Linked DNA regions of Sus scrofa: all the other regions are linked to region 1. A link is a contact called in public HiChIP or PLAC-seq data. All regions are on one chromosome and are shown on one strand. The core of a region is the stretch at or near the end of the contact, and the rest is flanking DNA. Distances in the headings are between cores, read along the strand shown. Region 1 holds the start of SORBS1 (sorbin and SH3 domain-containing protein 1). Region 2 overlaps SORBS1 (sorbin and SH3 domain-containing protein 1). Region 3 overlaps SORBS1 (sorbin and SH3 domain-containing protein 1).

What was found. HiChIP or PLAC-seq counts read pairs in DNA pulled down with a chosen protein or histone mark.
Region 2: an H3K27ac HiChIP or PLAC-seq map of skeletal muscle shows a contact between it and region 1. The contact joins the enhancer-like site here to the promoter of SORBS1 in region 1. A contact is called at or near these places in 5 of 47 Hi-C or Micro-C datasets (alveolar macrophages, embryonic fibroblasts, heart right ventricle and 2 more) and 1 of 2 datasets of contacts at active chromatin or transcription factors (skeletal muscle).
Region 3: an H3K27ac HiChIP or PLAC-seq map of skeletal muscle shows a contact between it and region 1. The contact joins the enhancer-like site here to the promoter of SORBS1 in region 1. A contact is called at or near these places in 2 of 5 promoter capture datasets (both in liver), 11 of 47 Hi-C or Micro-C datasets (alveolar macrophages, brain, embryonic fibroblasts and 4 more) and 1 of 2 datasets of contacts at active chromatin or transcription factors (skeletal muscle).

What each region holds. Positions count from the first base shown.
Region 1 is chr14:107,134,903-107,139,808 of Sscrofa11.1, forward strand. SORBS1 (sorbin and SH3 domain-containing protein 1) reads right to left here and starts at 2,567. Exons shown (of 27, transcript XM_021074174.1): 1 at 2,255-2,567. The coding sequence starts at 2,552.
Region 2 is chr14:107,022,208-107,027,113 of Sscrofa11.1, forward strand. The region is part of intron 2 of SORBS1 (sorbin and SH3 domain-containing protein 1); the gene reads right to left. Among named protein-coding and RNA genes, the nearest start is that of SORBS1, 110 kb to the right of the region's middle. Within about 2 kb of position 2,719, at least 25 of the 83 cell types and tissues checked have an H3K27ac peak or open chromatin away from gene starts, as enhancers often do. A contact at or near this core is called in liver and skeletal muscle, where this site is marked.
Region 3 is chr14:107,055,885-107,060,790 of Sscrofa11.1, forward strand. The region is part of intron 2 of SORBS1 (sorbin and SH3 domain-containing protein 1); the gene reads right to left. Among named protein-coding and RNA genes, the nearest start is that of SORBS1, 79 kb to the right of the region's middle. Within about 2 kb of position 2,152, at least 24 of the 83 cell types and tissues checked have an H3K27ac peak or open chromatin away from gene starts, as enhancers often do. A contact at or near this core is called in brain, liver and skeletal muscle, where this site is marked.

The sequences.
Region 1 (4,906 bases), core at 1,317-3,816:
AGTGAGTGTGTCCTCTATGGGAAAATCTATTTCCAAGTCCCAGGAAAGGTCCTGAGCTAGGTTTGGATGACCTGATGATTACTAATGCTGCCTAACACAAGCTTCCCTTCCTGAACCCTGCCCATTCATTCTCTGCAAAGAAAACCCCAGACTCTGCTATCTATATATGGAACTCTATTTTGGAGAAAGGAGAGCCAAACAGGTCTCTATGTTCTGCCAGGAAGAAGTATCTGCTCCTCCTTTCCCATAACTCCTACCTCACCTCCCAACATTCCCAGTACCTTCTGGAAAAGTTCACAGAAACTCTCCAACTAGAATAAAACAAAGCAGGTAAGAGGAGAAAAGAGCCAAGAGGAGGTGAGTGTCAAAGGGATGGCTAACAATACCCTCCTAGCTCTTCACCCTAGGGGCTGGAAAGCATTTATTTTCAGTTGCTAATACCCTGCCAGGAAGTCAGGGAGTAAGTTCAACTCAGCGCCCTCCAGCAGAGAAATGAGCTCCCTGCAACCTCTGGAGAACTAACCCTTTCCTAACCAGCCACACTAACAGTGCCCAGGGCAGAGGTACCAAACAGACCAAACCTTCCAGGCCCTCCTCTAAGGCCAAGAGCCTGAAACACCAGGGCTTGGATGGCAAGGAGCTATTTAAGGCAGCCTCAAGAGGGTGGAGTAGAAAAACTGATGGCAGCATCCTCCTCTATCCCTCCCTCACAGCATGCGCAAACACACACACACACACACACACACACACACACACATACACACATACACACACCCTCTCTCGCTTTGTAGACACCCATCTAGCTCACCTACTCCTTCCTGTAGGGCTGGAGATCTGGAGTCCCCAAATGTCCAGCATGTGTTTTCTGTCGTTGAGGCTGCCCTCCACATCTGCTGATCACCCTATGCTTAATCCACCCCCTTCTCAATCACCGCCAAGCCATCTTTTCAATCAAAAACACAAAACTGAATCTATGGGAGCTCAAAAACCAAAAAGGGGTGTGGAAACAGACAAGCCCTCCCTGGCCTTAGGGGGTGGGGGTTAATGTAAAAATCCTAACATGCCAGACAGATTCCATGATATCTCTAAATGAACCTCCCTCCTATCAACGGTGAAATCAATTAGGGCAATTTCAGCAGGTCCGCCCTGTGACAAGAGGGACGACCCAGCGCTCAGTTTAAAACAAAAATCCAAAGGCTCAGCCAGAACATGCCGGGAAAATCCTGGGTCTGGATGAAACGAGCCCCGCTCAGTGTGATCCTTTCCGCTTTTCTGTAGCAATGTAAAAGCGTAATAAATTCTGTCTGCCCGAAGAAAGCATGCACTGGTGAATTTCAAAGCCATCTTACGACAGCGGATGCACGGGGATGCAGATTTCAACAGCACATACTCCCAAGAAAAAAACGTAATGACTTCAAGCCTTTTCCCTCCTCTATCTTGAATGGCGCTAACGCTTATGAAGGAAGCCTCCTCGGAAAGCAACCAGAAGAGATCTGGGGATGCCCTGGGAATTAAGAGAAAGGAGTTGCTTTCTGTCCATTTCAGAGCTGGCTAGCAAGATGCTGCCTGTCACTCTGGGGGATGAAGGAGCATGGGCGGATGAGCAGGCACCGGCGTCCCCGGACACGGCGACACACACACACACTCATTCTGACGGGTCCTAGGCCAGACACTAGTCCTTGGGCCCCTCCCGCCGCCCTCTCTCCCACAGGGATGCTGATGAATGAACACACCTGAGATGGCTCCATTCTGCCGCTCACTCCCTCCTTCCTCCTCTGGCTGTTGCAGAGGAGCCCCTCCTCGGTAGTTTCACTTTACAGCGCAAACCCACCCGAGCTTTGATGTCTCCTCCACCCACCCATATTGTAGCCAGCCTGAAGACGGCGGACGTTCTCTCCTAGCAGAGGCCATGATCTCACATACCCACACCTACCAAAAAAAAAAAAAAAAAAAAAATCCCCGGAATCCCTCAGAACCTCTGCATCCTGGAGAACTTTCCTTTAAAGACTGGGGATCCACCTAGCAGGAAGGAAGGAGGGTTCGGCAGAGGAGGGCTACGGTTTTCCCTCTAACTACGGGGGATGCTCTGGGGGAGGGGGTCCCCCAAATCCTTCCAACAGCTGGCCCTTTAAACGCGCCTCCTCCGAGCGCGGAACAAAGGCGCCGCCCGCGGGGGCCGGGCCGGCGCACGCCCACGGCGCTGGCGCTGCAGATCAGGCGAGCTCGGGCTGAGGGACTGCTGGCGCGGGCTTACCTTGCGGGTCTCCGGGCGGGCGGGCTGGCTGCGCGCGTCCTGCCCCACTCGCACTACACGCTGCAGTTGGCCCCGCTCTGTTTTTCTGGGACTCGAGGCTGACTTCACCGACACTCCGCGACCGGCCAATGGGCTGCGGCGGCCGCCCCCTCATTAGCATGCGTCTGGAACTGTCCACTCCCGCGGCGCCTGGGCGGCGGGCGGTGGTAGGAGGCGGGGCCAGGCCTGGCCGTGACAGGAAGGGGCGTGTGCGCCAATGAGAGGTGAGAAAGCGCCGCACCGCCCAGCCCCGCGACATTGTGAGCCCTGGGCGCGGGCCCGCGGATCTCCAGCCGATAACGTGCACGCGGTCCCAGTAACCCTTTCCGTCCTGGCCGGCTTCAAGCTGGGCGGGAGGCAGGCGGGACACTCCCTCTGGTCCTACACAGGGGTCGCCCACGGGAAACTGGGAAGGAATCTTAGACAAAAAAACAGCTAACCTGTCTTGAGTGCATATAACTTCTTAACCCCGTGTCCCAGTTTGCGTATCTTTAAAATGATATAGTAGGAGTTCCCATCGTGGCGCAGTGGTTAACGAATCCCACTAGGAACCATGAGGTTGTGGGTTCAATCCCTGGCCTTGCTCAGTGGGTTAAGGATCTGGCGTTGCCGGGAGCTGTGGTGTAGGTTGCAGACGCGGCTGGGATCCCGCGTTGCAGTGGCTCTGATTAGACCCCTAGCCTGGGAATCTCCATATGCCGCTGGAGCGGCACTAGAAAGAGGCAAAACGACAAAAAAATAAAAATAAAATGGTATAGTAACAGTACCAATTTTGTAGGATATAGAGAAGATTAATATTGTTCAAGTGTGTAAAGCGTTTTGATCAGTGTCTGGCCGTCATGCTTCATAAATGTTTGCTGCTATCGTTATTATACTGTATACCACCCAGTATACTTACTTAATGATTCCTAGCTTTTCTCTCATTTAATCCTCATTGTTTTATGAGTCGCCATTACTAGTTCATATTTTTCAAGTGGTAAAAGAAATCTTGCCACTTGCAAAAACATGAATGGAATTTGAAGGCATTTAGGCTAAGTGAAATAAGTCTGACAGAGAAAGACAAATACCAAATTATCTCATTTATATGTAAAATCTATTAACAACAACCACCACCACCAGGCTCATAAAGAGAAAAGAGGTAGGAGGGTATAGGAGAGGGGCAAGCAAAATGTGAGAAGGATTCAAGAGGTATAAACTTCCAGTTATAAAATAAATGTCATGGGGGATGTGATATACCGCATGACAACTATAGTTAATAACTGTATTGTAAATCTGGAAGTTGCTAAGAAAGAAAATCTTCAAAGTTCTCATCACCAGAAAGAAAATTCTGTCACCATGTTCAGTGATGAATGTTAATTAGAATTATTGTGGTGATCATTTTGCAATAAATACGAATACCAAACCATTATGCTGTATACTAATATAATGCTGTATCTTTTTTTTTTTTTTTTTTTTTTTTTTTTTGGTTGCTATTTCTTGAGCCGCTCCCACGGCATATGGAGATTCCCAGGCAAGGGGTCTAATTGGAGCTGTAGCCACCAGCCTACGCCAGAGCCACAGCAACGCGGGATCCCAGCCGCGTCTGCAACCTACACCACAGCTCACGGCAACGCCGGATCGTTAACCCACTGAGCAAGGGCAGGGACCAAACCCGCAACCTCATGGTTCCTAGTCGGATTCGTTAACCACTGCGCCACGACGGGAACTCCTAATGCTGTATCTTAACTATACTTCATTTAAAAACGTCTAAAATGTCATTGGTATGTAATGTATAACATGGCGACTATAGTTAATACTGAAATGTATGTGTATTTGAAAGTTGCTAAGAGAGTAAATCTTAAATGTTCTCATCACAAGAAAAAATATATATATTTTTCAAGTGGGAAAACTGAAATGGTTTAAGTGGCTTGGTCAAGGTCACACAAAACCTGGCGTAATTAGCATTTGAACCCAGACTTTGAGATTTCATTCAGGCACCACGTTAAATAAGCAGCTCCATAGCAGGCATATGCTAGGTCCAGAGGTTATGAAGAAAATAACAATCAAGACCCCTCCCCTCAGGAAGCTTCCACTTTAGTGAAGGAGACAGAGAAAAAAACAAGCAAACAAATTTTTAAAAGACCAGGAGTTCTCATTATGACTCAACAAGTTAAGAACAGGGCTAGTATCCATGAAGATGTGGGTTCCATCCCTGGCTTTGCTCAGTGGGCTGGCAATCTGGCATTGCTGCAAGCTCAGGGTGGGTCCAAGATGCCAATTGGATCTGGTGTGGTTGTGGTGCAGGGCAGCAGCCGCAGCTCCTACTTCAACCCCTAGCCTTGGAACTTCCATACAACCCACCCCCCCACCCCCATCCCCACCCCCACCCCCACCCCCACCCCCACCCCCGTTGCGGTGGTAAAAAGCGTTTTGATCACACACACACACACACACACACACACACACACACACGATCACCTACAATGTAAAGAGTAGAGTAAATAGAACCAAACAGTGGAGAGAAATATACTTTGCCTGATGGGTTCACAGCTAACCACTATACCATACTGACCATCTCCATTCCGCTCAGTGTTACAAAAAGGAAACAGGGCACTCAGAGAGGGGAAACTGCTT
Region 2 (4,906 bases), core at 1,469-3,968, 110 kb before region 1:
TGTGACCTTCAACAGCCCTTCAGATTGTCCTCTAAGCTGTGGAAACGTTTGTTCTTTCTGTTAAGAACACAATCTGCTCTGTTCTCTTTGCCCCAGTGGTTTTCAATCCCGGTTTTATGATATCTTTCTTTGCCTCCCAGGACTCAAAGAGATGTTGGGCTATCATCCTGATGTTTTATTTTTCAAATAATGTTAATAATCATGTTAAGGTTTTCTTTATTTAACTTTTAAAGCACGACTGAAGAAACGTTTTTGCTTTAACCATGAAGATATCTTAATAGAGCTATTTTTCTTTCTTTACAGTCCTTTCTAACCTTTATTGGCATAAAGAGCATTTACATAGTTGAAAACAACGTCTGGACAGCTTTGTGTTCTAGTTCTTAAATATTTCATAAATACTTTTCTCGATTCTTACAGTCCTAAGTACATAAATGAAATATTACACAGTCGTAAAACATGAAATAATGCTATTTTTACAGCACCATGGATGAACCTGGAAATTATCATGCTACATGAAGTAAGCCAATGAAAGACAAATATCACACGACATCAGTTATATGTGGAACTTTTAAAAAATGATACAAATGGAGTTCCCATCATGGCACAGCAGCAACGAATCCGACTAGGAACCATGAGGTTGCAGGTTCAATCCCTGGCCTCGCTCAGTGGGTTAAGGATCCAGCATTGCCATGAGCTGTGGTGTAGGTCACAGACAAGGCTTGGATCTGGCCTCGCTATGGCTGTGGTGTAGGCCGGCAGCTTCAGCTCCGATTAGACTCCTGGCCTGGGAACCTCCATATGCTGCGGATGCAGCCCTAACAAGACACACACACACACACACACACACACACACAAAGGATACAAATTATCTTATTCACAAAACAGAAACAGACTCACAGAAAACAAAGGTTACCAAAAGAGATGAGGGAGAGAGAGAGAAATTAGGAGTTTGGGATTACCAGATACACAATACTATACACAAAATAAACAAACAAGGACCTATTGTACAGCCCAGGACACTATACTCAATATCTTTTAATAACCTAAAATGGAAAAGAATCTGAAGAAGTGGGTTAGATAACTGAATCGCTCTGCTGTACACCTGCAACTAACAACACTGTAAATCAACTATGCTTTAGTTTTTAAAAAGTACACAGCACAATAGCATTCTTAGGCTGGGGAAGAGATGAAGGGAAATGTCTTACAAGGCCAACAAAAGGATGCCTTGACTCACATCTGATGAGTCAGCACTGTCTGTCACATGTGGGTCACCCTTTGTACATTTTATATTCCTCAATACAGATACCAGTAATTTTGAGGTGTCAGCCCCATCCTTACTTAAAAACGGATCTAAAGTACATATGGCCAGGGAGAGTGTCCCTAGTACTAACCATCACTTTGACACAAAGGTGCACCAACCAGAACAGAGGCCAGATGTAGCACTTTTTCAGGGTGAGGGGCTCCTCAGGCCAGGTGTTTACCATATAGTGGTTGGATTGTGAAAAGATGGAAGGAGACTGGGCCTCGGGTGGTAGAACACTATTCCAGTACCTTTGGAACTCATAGGACAGTGGTAGGTGGCAATGACAATGCCTAGGTGGGTGCCAGCTCTGCACACAAAGACTTCTTGAGTAGTAGGCTCTGTTACAAGCTCTCACTTGATGCTTAAAGAGGCAGCAGGGGGCAGTTTAAGACAAAATAAAAATTGGGAGTTTCCATTGTGGCTCAGCGGGTTAAGAACCCAACTAGTATCCATGAGGATGCTGGTTCGACCTCTGGCCTTGCTCAGGGGGATAAGGATCTGGCATTGCCATGAGCTATGGTGTAGGTTGCAGAGGCAGCTCGGATCTGGCATTGCCGTGGCTGTGGCGCAGGCTGGCAGTTGCAGCTCCAATTCCACCCCTAGCCTGGGAACTTCCACATATGCCAGGGGTGCGGCCCTAAAAGGAAAAAAATTAATTAAATAAAAATTAAAACTGCAGCAGTAGCAGTTGTGCTGAGGACGGCACTCGGTGTCCCATCCTTACCACTGGTGGCAACAGTGCTGACATCCTATCCAGTCTATTCCGGGGCCAGGTTTTGGCTCTGAGCCCACCCAACTTAGCCTCCCTGGATTTCTGCTCCTGTTTGAGTGCCATTCTCCTGGCTCCCATAAACCCCAAACTACCTGAGATCTTGCTAATAAATCCCCCTTTTGAGTTTGAGTTGAGTTCACCAGAGGTGGTTTCTGGTCATGTGCAACCCAAGCATCTTGAGCAGCACAAGATGGGGGAGAAGAGAGCCCCCAAAGGTTTCAGTCGGAGGGGAGAGTCTTCCTTCCTCTCTCCTAAGGGGGGCATCCAGAGCTGAATCCTGTGGCTCAGCAAATGGCTTTGTCTCTACAGCCTGAAGAGCTCAGAGTCAGGGCAGCAGAGATGCAATCCAGAAGCAGCACAGACCGAGTCTGACCAGAAGAACGCAGGAAGCTTTGGAAGTCACAATCTAATCCACGCAGTTTATTTAGAGATAGTACAAGTATTACAATCATACGTAGAACATGAGAATTCATTTTATATAAAAACCTCTGACACTTAATATTTGTTTAAAAACTAAACTGTAAAGAGTTGGAGTTGGCTGAGAACATGATGATGGCACATCTTTGGAATTTCTCCCCCAGGTCCCCTCCAGAGGAGGCAGGGGCCTTTGGGTCAAAGCCAAAAGGATGAACAGTGCCATCTAGTGGCAAAACTGGACTGCTGCCAGCGGGTATCCCTGCCGTGATTTGCAGCAGCCTATAGTGTTGCAGCTTGGGTGGGCGAGCCAGGGCCAAGTTGCCTTTCCATCCCTCGGGCTGTGGGGACCTACTGTACTTGATCAAAACACCACAGCATCAACCCAGACATTCCACCAAAAGAACAAGATGTGAAGTAGCCAATCTTGTTAAGAATGCATCCAGATAATTAACGGCTCTGCATGGTCCCTCTCCAAAAGCACGACCCTGTAATTCGTTCATAAGTCTTGATGACACAGAGTGAATAATTACGAAAAAGCGAAAGTTATACTCACGTTTCCAGCTGAAACAGAATCCAATAACTAAATATGGGTTGTTTATTAGGGAAGGAAAGAAGGTCCTTCCTTATATGGATCATTGAGTTTGTCTGTAAAAATGAATTCAAGGTCCAACAAAGATTCTTGGAAGAGAAGGAGCAGCTAGCTGGCCTCTCACGCAGCAATGTTCCTGCTTCTCCTGTGCCCTATGGTGTTTTGCCTCTGCTGCTTCTCCCAAATACTTACATATACATACCTGATCATGTTTCCGGAAGGGAGACACTGTGTCATCCTCAGAATTGAGAATTTAGTGGGTGCTCAGTCATGAACGTGGCCCTTGTCTGTATGTAGCCATCAGAACCTAACTTTCAAGTCTTATCTTCAAAATAACCAAGACCCTCCTTAACTCCATTATAGTTGCCTTAATAGGAACAGACCAAACTCTGGCTTTGAAATCCAATCTGGGACTTGATTTTATATATATCTGCAAAGACTTCCAATAGCTTGAAAAGGACAAGGACATAAAGGACAGCTCACAAAGCCCCAGAATACATGCTTGGCCTTACTGCTTTATACTTGGCTGATCCACCAAGACAGGCACCGTTCTCCAATTTTTTTTTTTTGACAGCTCATCTTCTTCTCAATCTCTCTTAATGTCATATCTCTTCAAATGCACTCTCTACAGTATTGGCGAGGGTGGAGAAGGCTCTTCAGAGAGCCAGAAAGGATCAACACTGAGTCGCGAACATTGCCTTTCAAGGGGAGGAAGTTAGGATAAACTTGACCCCGACCTTAACTTCAGCCTGGAATCCCATGACACGGCTGGGGGCTCAGAACATAACAAGCACATGGTTTCTGTGAAAAGACCGAGGCTCTGGAGAGGGAGCAATAGGAAAGCCTGTCCGAAAGGCCATCCCCCACATCTTCCCATTTCCTCCTGGAATCCCTCCAACGTGGTTTCCGTTCTAACCAATTATCGAAAACAGCCTTCAGAAAGGTTTCCAGGGCACACACATGGCCAAGCCCAATGGTTTCTGCAGTGGTCGGGGCCTCACTGACCTTGCCCCTGAATTAAGACAGTTAACTCCTTCCTCCTCCCACAGGCATGTTCTGGTCCTGATTTCTACTTGTCACTGTGGACAGGTTTACACTGGGCCCTGAAGCTCTTCCTTCTAGAACAGGACCTCTGCAGTATTTCTAGGAGTTCAAAGAGCTCAAGGGCCCTGAGCGGGGTCCTCTTTCCTTTCCAACCGCATGCTCACGCTTCCTAGAGAATGGCACCTGGACTATTAGGACCAGCAGGACCCACGCAGGCTCGCTAGCCCGTTTTCATGGTTTTCCCACCTGTTTTGGAAGAAAATTCCCTGAGCCCCCTCAGGCCACCAGGGAAGCTGTGCTTTTATCAACGGAGTTTCTTGGTCAAATTTCAATGGAGGAAAAAAAAAAATCCATGGGGCTCCTCTGAGCTCAGAGAGGTTGGCTGCACAGGACAAGGCCAAAGGAAAAAAGGCAGCGAACCTCCTACGAATCATGTATCATTTATACTTCCTGAACTTTCCTTGGATGAATGGGTTCTCCGGCTCCAAAACAAAAACAAAAAAAAAACAAAAAAGAAGAAGGTTCATAAACCAGAAATCTAATCTGCCTCCTTATTATGTAGGTGCAAAAACAGATTCAGAAAAGTTCCCCTTAATTTTGCTCTTGAATTCCATCTACTAAGCCGGCTTTCCCTCCCCTCCCTCTTCTTCCTTCCTCAGGGCACCTTCAGCCTTTGGCCTCTTGGCAATGGACGCTGAATTCCACTTGAGAGTCCTTTCACAGCCAACACATGAATTGGATGGTGCCATCTCCCCCTTAGAACTTTCCAATATCACTGCAT
Region 3 (4,906 bases), core at 902-3,401, 79 kb before region 1:
GAAGGAAGGAAGGCACTGAGGCTGAACAAAGGACAGCGGTGTATGTCAGAAGAACGTCCAGAAGGCTAATAATGTCTGGGATGAGTTAAAACACGTGAAACATGTGAATAACCTTCAGGGGTAGGTGTCTATGTGGGGTTTTTCAAGCTTTGATCAGAGCAAGAAACAAAGCAAAGCAGTTAATAGGCCTGCTTGGGGAAGCCAGTGTCATGTGACAGCTGGACAGAAAACCGGCTGCTCACCAGTAGGGTTTCATCTCCTCCACCTGAGAGAAGGCTCATCAAACAGGAAAAGCCCCTGGGGTAAGAGTGACCCAAAGCAGAGGACAGGTATGGAGTTAGGAGCAGGGCCACAGCCACTCTAAGTCCGATCAGGTCTTCAGGCTCAGATGAGTCAGAGCCACAGACGGTCAAAGTACGAGCAGGTGTCACCACTGTAATCCTTCAGAAACCTCAGAGCAACGAACGGTGATGAAAGATGAGGAAGGAATTAACGAGAGGAAGGTTTTAGACATTTACACCAAGGAACTTGGCATCATTACCCAGAAAAGGTCTAGGGTGGAGTCTTACACAGATGAATACCTAAGAAACAAGTGGTGATTGTCAAGTTCTGACACAGATTCACTAGGAATAAGCACCACGTTAACCAATGCCCTTTTGAGATGAGATTTATTACACTGATAGTTCAGTTGAGTGTGATTTCCCTTGAGCCAGGCTCTCACAAAGAGCCCATGACATTCTTGTGAATACAGCGAAAGAAACAAGAGCAACTGGGGGTTTATATATAGATAGGTGAACCACCAGACCACAGGCACATGCTTTTGGCTCTGCCCTTTTCATTTGCGTCAACAATTTGTGACACAAAAGAGGGAGGGACCACCGCCTTGTCAGGTGATAAAAGACCGGATTTTAGAAGTTCCTCACAGGTTATAAGATGAATCAAAGCTAACAAAATGGGAGTTTCCTGGTGGCTCAGTGGGTTAAGAATCTGGCATTGTCACTGCTGTAGCTCAGGTCTGATCCTTGGCCCAGGAACTTCTGCATGCTGCAGGCGCAGTCAAAAAAAAAAAAAAAAAAAAAAGCTAACAAAAATGAAGTTAGGATGAAAACTTGTGTGACAGTGACATCTTTCTGGCAGAAATTGGGCAGAGGGTAGTACTTGGGTTGACAATACGCTTCACTTGAACCAAGAGCCTAAGGTGATCACTGACAAAAGGGGTTATGATGATTCCCAGACAGCCTCCATGTGGGATCCCAACACAGCTTTGGGACCCCAAGAGATCCCCTTCTCGTTCAGAGAGCTCCTCGCAGAGAGCTGAGGTTGGGACTCAACAGGGACCACCACTTTCTGGATACCTCTTAGGAACAGCCCAGCAGCGTAAGGCTGACACTTTAGAAACACCTTCTGGACAACGCTTGCTATTGCCAAAGATGGTCATTCTCAAAACTGGCCAGCATAAGGACCACTGCTGACAGGGGTGAGTCAGGGAGGGGTGGGTGTCAGGAGCATTTCCAACTGGGTGACATCCTTCTCACCCAGTGACCTGTAACTGACGAGCCAAGATCCCTGCATGGAAATGCCCGGTTGGAATGCCTTAGCATCTTTGGAGTTATTTATTCCAAGGAAGGGGACGTCCCCGAAGGAAATGAGTAGATGCCAAGAAGAGAACACAGCCCATCAAAATAGTTCTGACACAGTCCAAACCCTTGGCCGATGAACTTTTGGTTCAATACCTGGAACTCAAGACCAGCCCAGAGAGACTCAGAAACAGGCTCCAAGTGGCTGGGAGCCAAGAAGGTCCAAAGTGCCTTCAGAAACCCCCAGGATCAAAGACACTGGGTTTGTCACAAGCCATGGGGAGCTAAAAGGGGCACCGGACATCATCTAGCTCTTCCTGTTTAAAAAGGTGGGGGGGGTGGGGAGATGGAGGTGCTTAAGAGAAGCAGTGCTGCAGGGTTCCCTAAAATAAGGAAGAATTGGAAGACCCTCGTTCCCAAGTACTTTTTCCAAAATGGGCATTTTTTTCCCCACGCACTATTTGGTTCATTAACAGAAGAACCAGAATGTTTGAACCAGTCGCCCCCTCATCCCCTGTGTTCAGTGAATGGACTTTCCAGTCCTGGAACTGACGCTGAGGTACTTTGGACCCAGGGTGATGGGCAGAATTCAGACAACCCGCAGTGAACTGGAACCAACCTCCCTCACAAAACGGCATCATCCATGAGCAGGCGCTAAGAGCACCGGCCACACCCTACCCTCCATCATCCACGCTGAGGCTTTAACCCTGAACAGAATATTCTAAATCTCAGATATTGTCCAAAAGCTCAGCGACAAGTTTTAGAGATAGAAAATATGGAAACAAAACATTTCTACACACTCCACCTAGTATCCTATACTCCAAGGATGGGTCTGGAAACCACAGGATTCCTTTTTAAAAAAAAGAAAAAATTGACTGCAAGTGGTAGAGATACACGTTGACTTTCCGTCCCCTACGGCTCCCCTTTTCCAGGGTTCTGCCAGCTCTGCCGCTTGCTCCAGGGAGGAAACTTCCAGCCTTTAACACATGCAAAGTCAGGGCCATCTAGAGACAGGAGCAGCAGTGACCGGAGCCAGAAGGGGACAGGCTGACGCCAAAAGCACTGAATGTTTCAAGCCACAAGCCCTGAATCTGCAATTCCTCTATTTACTTAGAAACAGTTGCTGATACTTACCCCAAAGATAAACTAGGACAAACCCGGAAAGGGAAGGGGAAGCAGTGAGCTAAGAGCTGCTGTAAACCTGGCACCATGCAGAGGAAAAGCGCTGTCAGGACTCAGTCTTCCTCCCGGTGAAAAGAATGAAAAAACAGACCGCTAGCAACAGTGACACGAGGCTGCACCCAGGCGCTAAGCAGAGGCAGAGGCTTGCCATGTTCACACATTTAAAAGTCCTCCACAGACAACCTGGTGGTTGAGAGGAAGGAAGGTGGCATTTGGAGTCAGAGGAGGCGACTCGGAGCCCTGGCTCTGCCTCAAGCAAAGCTGTGTGATGATAGGTTCGGCACTCAACCTCTCTGAGTTTCAATTCTCTGTGAACTATGAAACGAATGAGTCGGACTAGCTGCCCTCGTAGTTTTCTTCCAGTTCTAACATTCCGTTCCACGACGAAGGGCTACAGAAGGGCAGGCATGCCCCCTTCTACTCAACACCTTCGGTATGTCAGGTGCTCTGCTGGGTACCAGATGGCCTTGGCTTCAAGGAGCCTGCCAATCCACGTACGCCAGCATCTTGGAAACAAGCTTCTAAGGTACAGAGGGAGGGATGTGGGGACAGGACAAAGGGTCAGCTGCCCAGCAAAGAATGGAACAGAGGGCCGTCAAGAACAGCTCCCCCAAAGTGATGCCCAGGCCAGCACCTGAGGTAGGTAGTGAGGCCAAAGGAAAGAGTAAGAGGAATGACAGATGCAAAAGCACACAGAATGGCTCAAGAGAGTGTGCACGGTGGGAGGGACTCAGAGATAAAGGGCCTTATAAGCCATGTTAAGAACTGTTGTCAGCACACCCAGCGTCCCCCGCTTCCCTCCGCCCCCATGGTCCCCTGCTGTTCACCCTAACATCTCCGTATATAGCCACACTCTCAGGGTCAGCGTATGCCAATACCAGGCCAGCCACCAAGCAGCCATCCAACCCCTGCCCCCCAGCCTGTTCTGAGTCACACAGCCAAGCCCCACCTGCTCTACATCCAGGCTTCCTCCCAGTCCACTCGGCAGGCCTTGCTTTCAAGCCTTTGCTTGGCCCCTAGTGCCCAACCCATGGCAGCTGTTCCAAATAGTTTCCATCTTCCTCAGAGCCCCAACCACATCCCACCCACCAGCCTCCTGCTCAGCAGACAACCCCCCACCTCCTCCGTTGCTGGGAACGACTGTCCAAGCACCGCTCCCACAGCTACTCTTCTGCCCGCCTGTCCCAGCTCCTTTCTGCGTAGCCCAGCCCAAGCTGTGGGTAGCTCTGCTCACAAGCACAAGAAAGTGAAATCACAGTGGTCCACCCATGCAGGGAGTTGCCCAGGCATCTGACTGGGCTCTGACACAGCACACTTAAGTGGGAGGAGGTATATGGATGTACCCCACATGCCGAAAGGCATTACATAAGGACTACTAGCTATTCCAATACCGATGTTTGAATAAACAAGTAAACAGGTTTTGATGTTGAGTTGCAAACACATAGTATCTTCAGGCATGTGAACCATGAAGGCAGTCTACGATTTTGCCAAAGAGATTCTCTCTATAACATAATGGCAAGGCCTTCACGAGCCTCGTCTCCGGTCCCTGGTTTGTTCCTAGGCACATAACAGTCCATTTAATGCCAGCCCAAGCAACACTGGATCATTTTAGTGCCACTCACTTCTGAAATAAATTTCCTAAAAACACAATACAGTTAATATCAAATATGCACCCAAGAGGTTCCATGTATTGCATATGTATTATACTGCATCATGTGTACTGTTATTTATTTTTCCAGCTCTCAGCCAAAGGAAAGCAGCCCAACACACTCTCAGGCGACTGCTGACACAGCCCAAGGCAAAACACCCTAGCAGCCTCTGTAGCTCGGTCCTGCCTTGAGCATGTTCTACAACATGTATTGTTTACCCTGCTAACAAACACCTCCCTGTCTGCCTGTTCACTTATCTTTTGTTCTGGTCAACAAGTTCACAGCAACGCCAGATCCTTAACCCACTGAGCGAGGCCAGGGATCGACCCTGCATCCTCATGGATGCTAGTCAGATTCCTTTCCCGTGAGGCATGACAGGAAGGCCCAACAAGTTTGACTTATAATGGCCAACAGGTGGTCAGCAACTTGTGGTGGACCCGCGACCTTTATTAGGAAAAGTATCTCCCAGGAGTGTAAACGTGTCCAGTAGTTCGACCA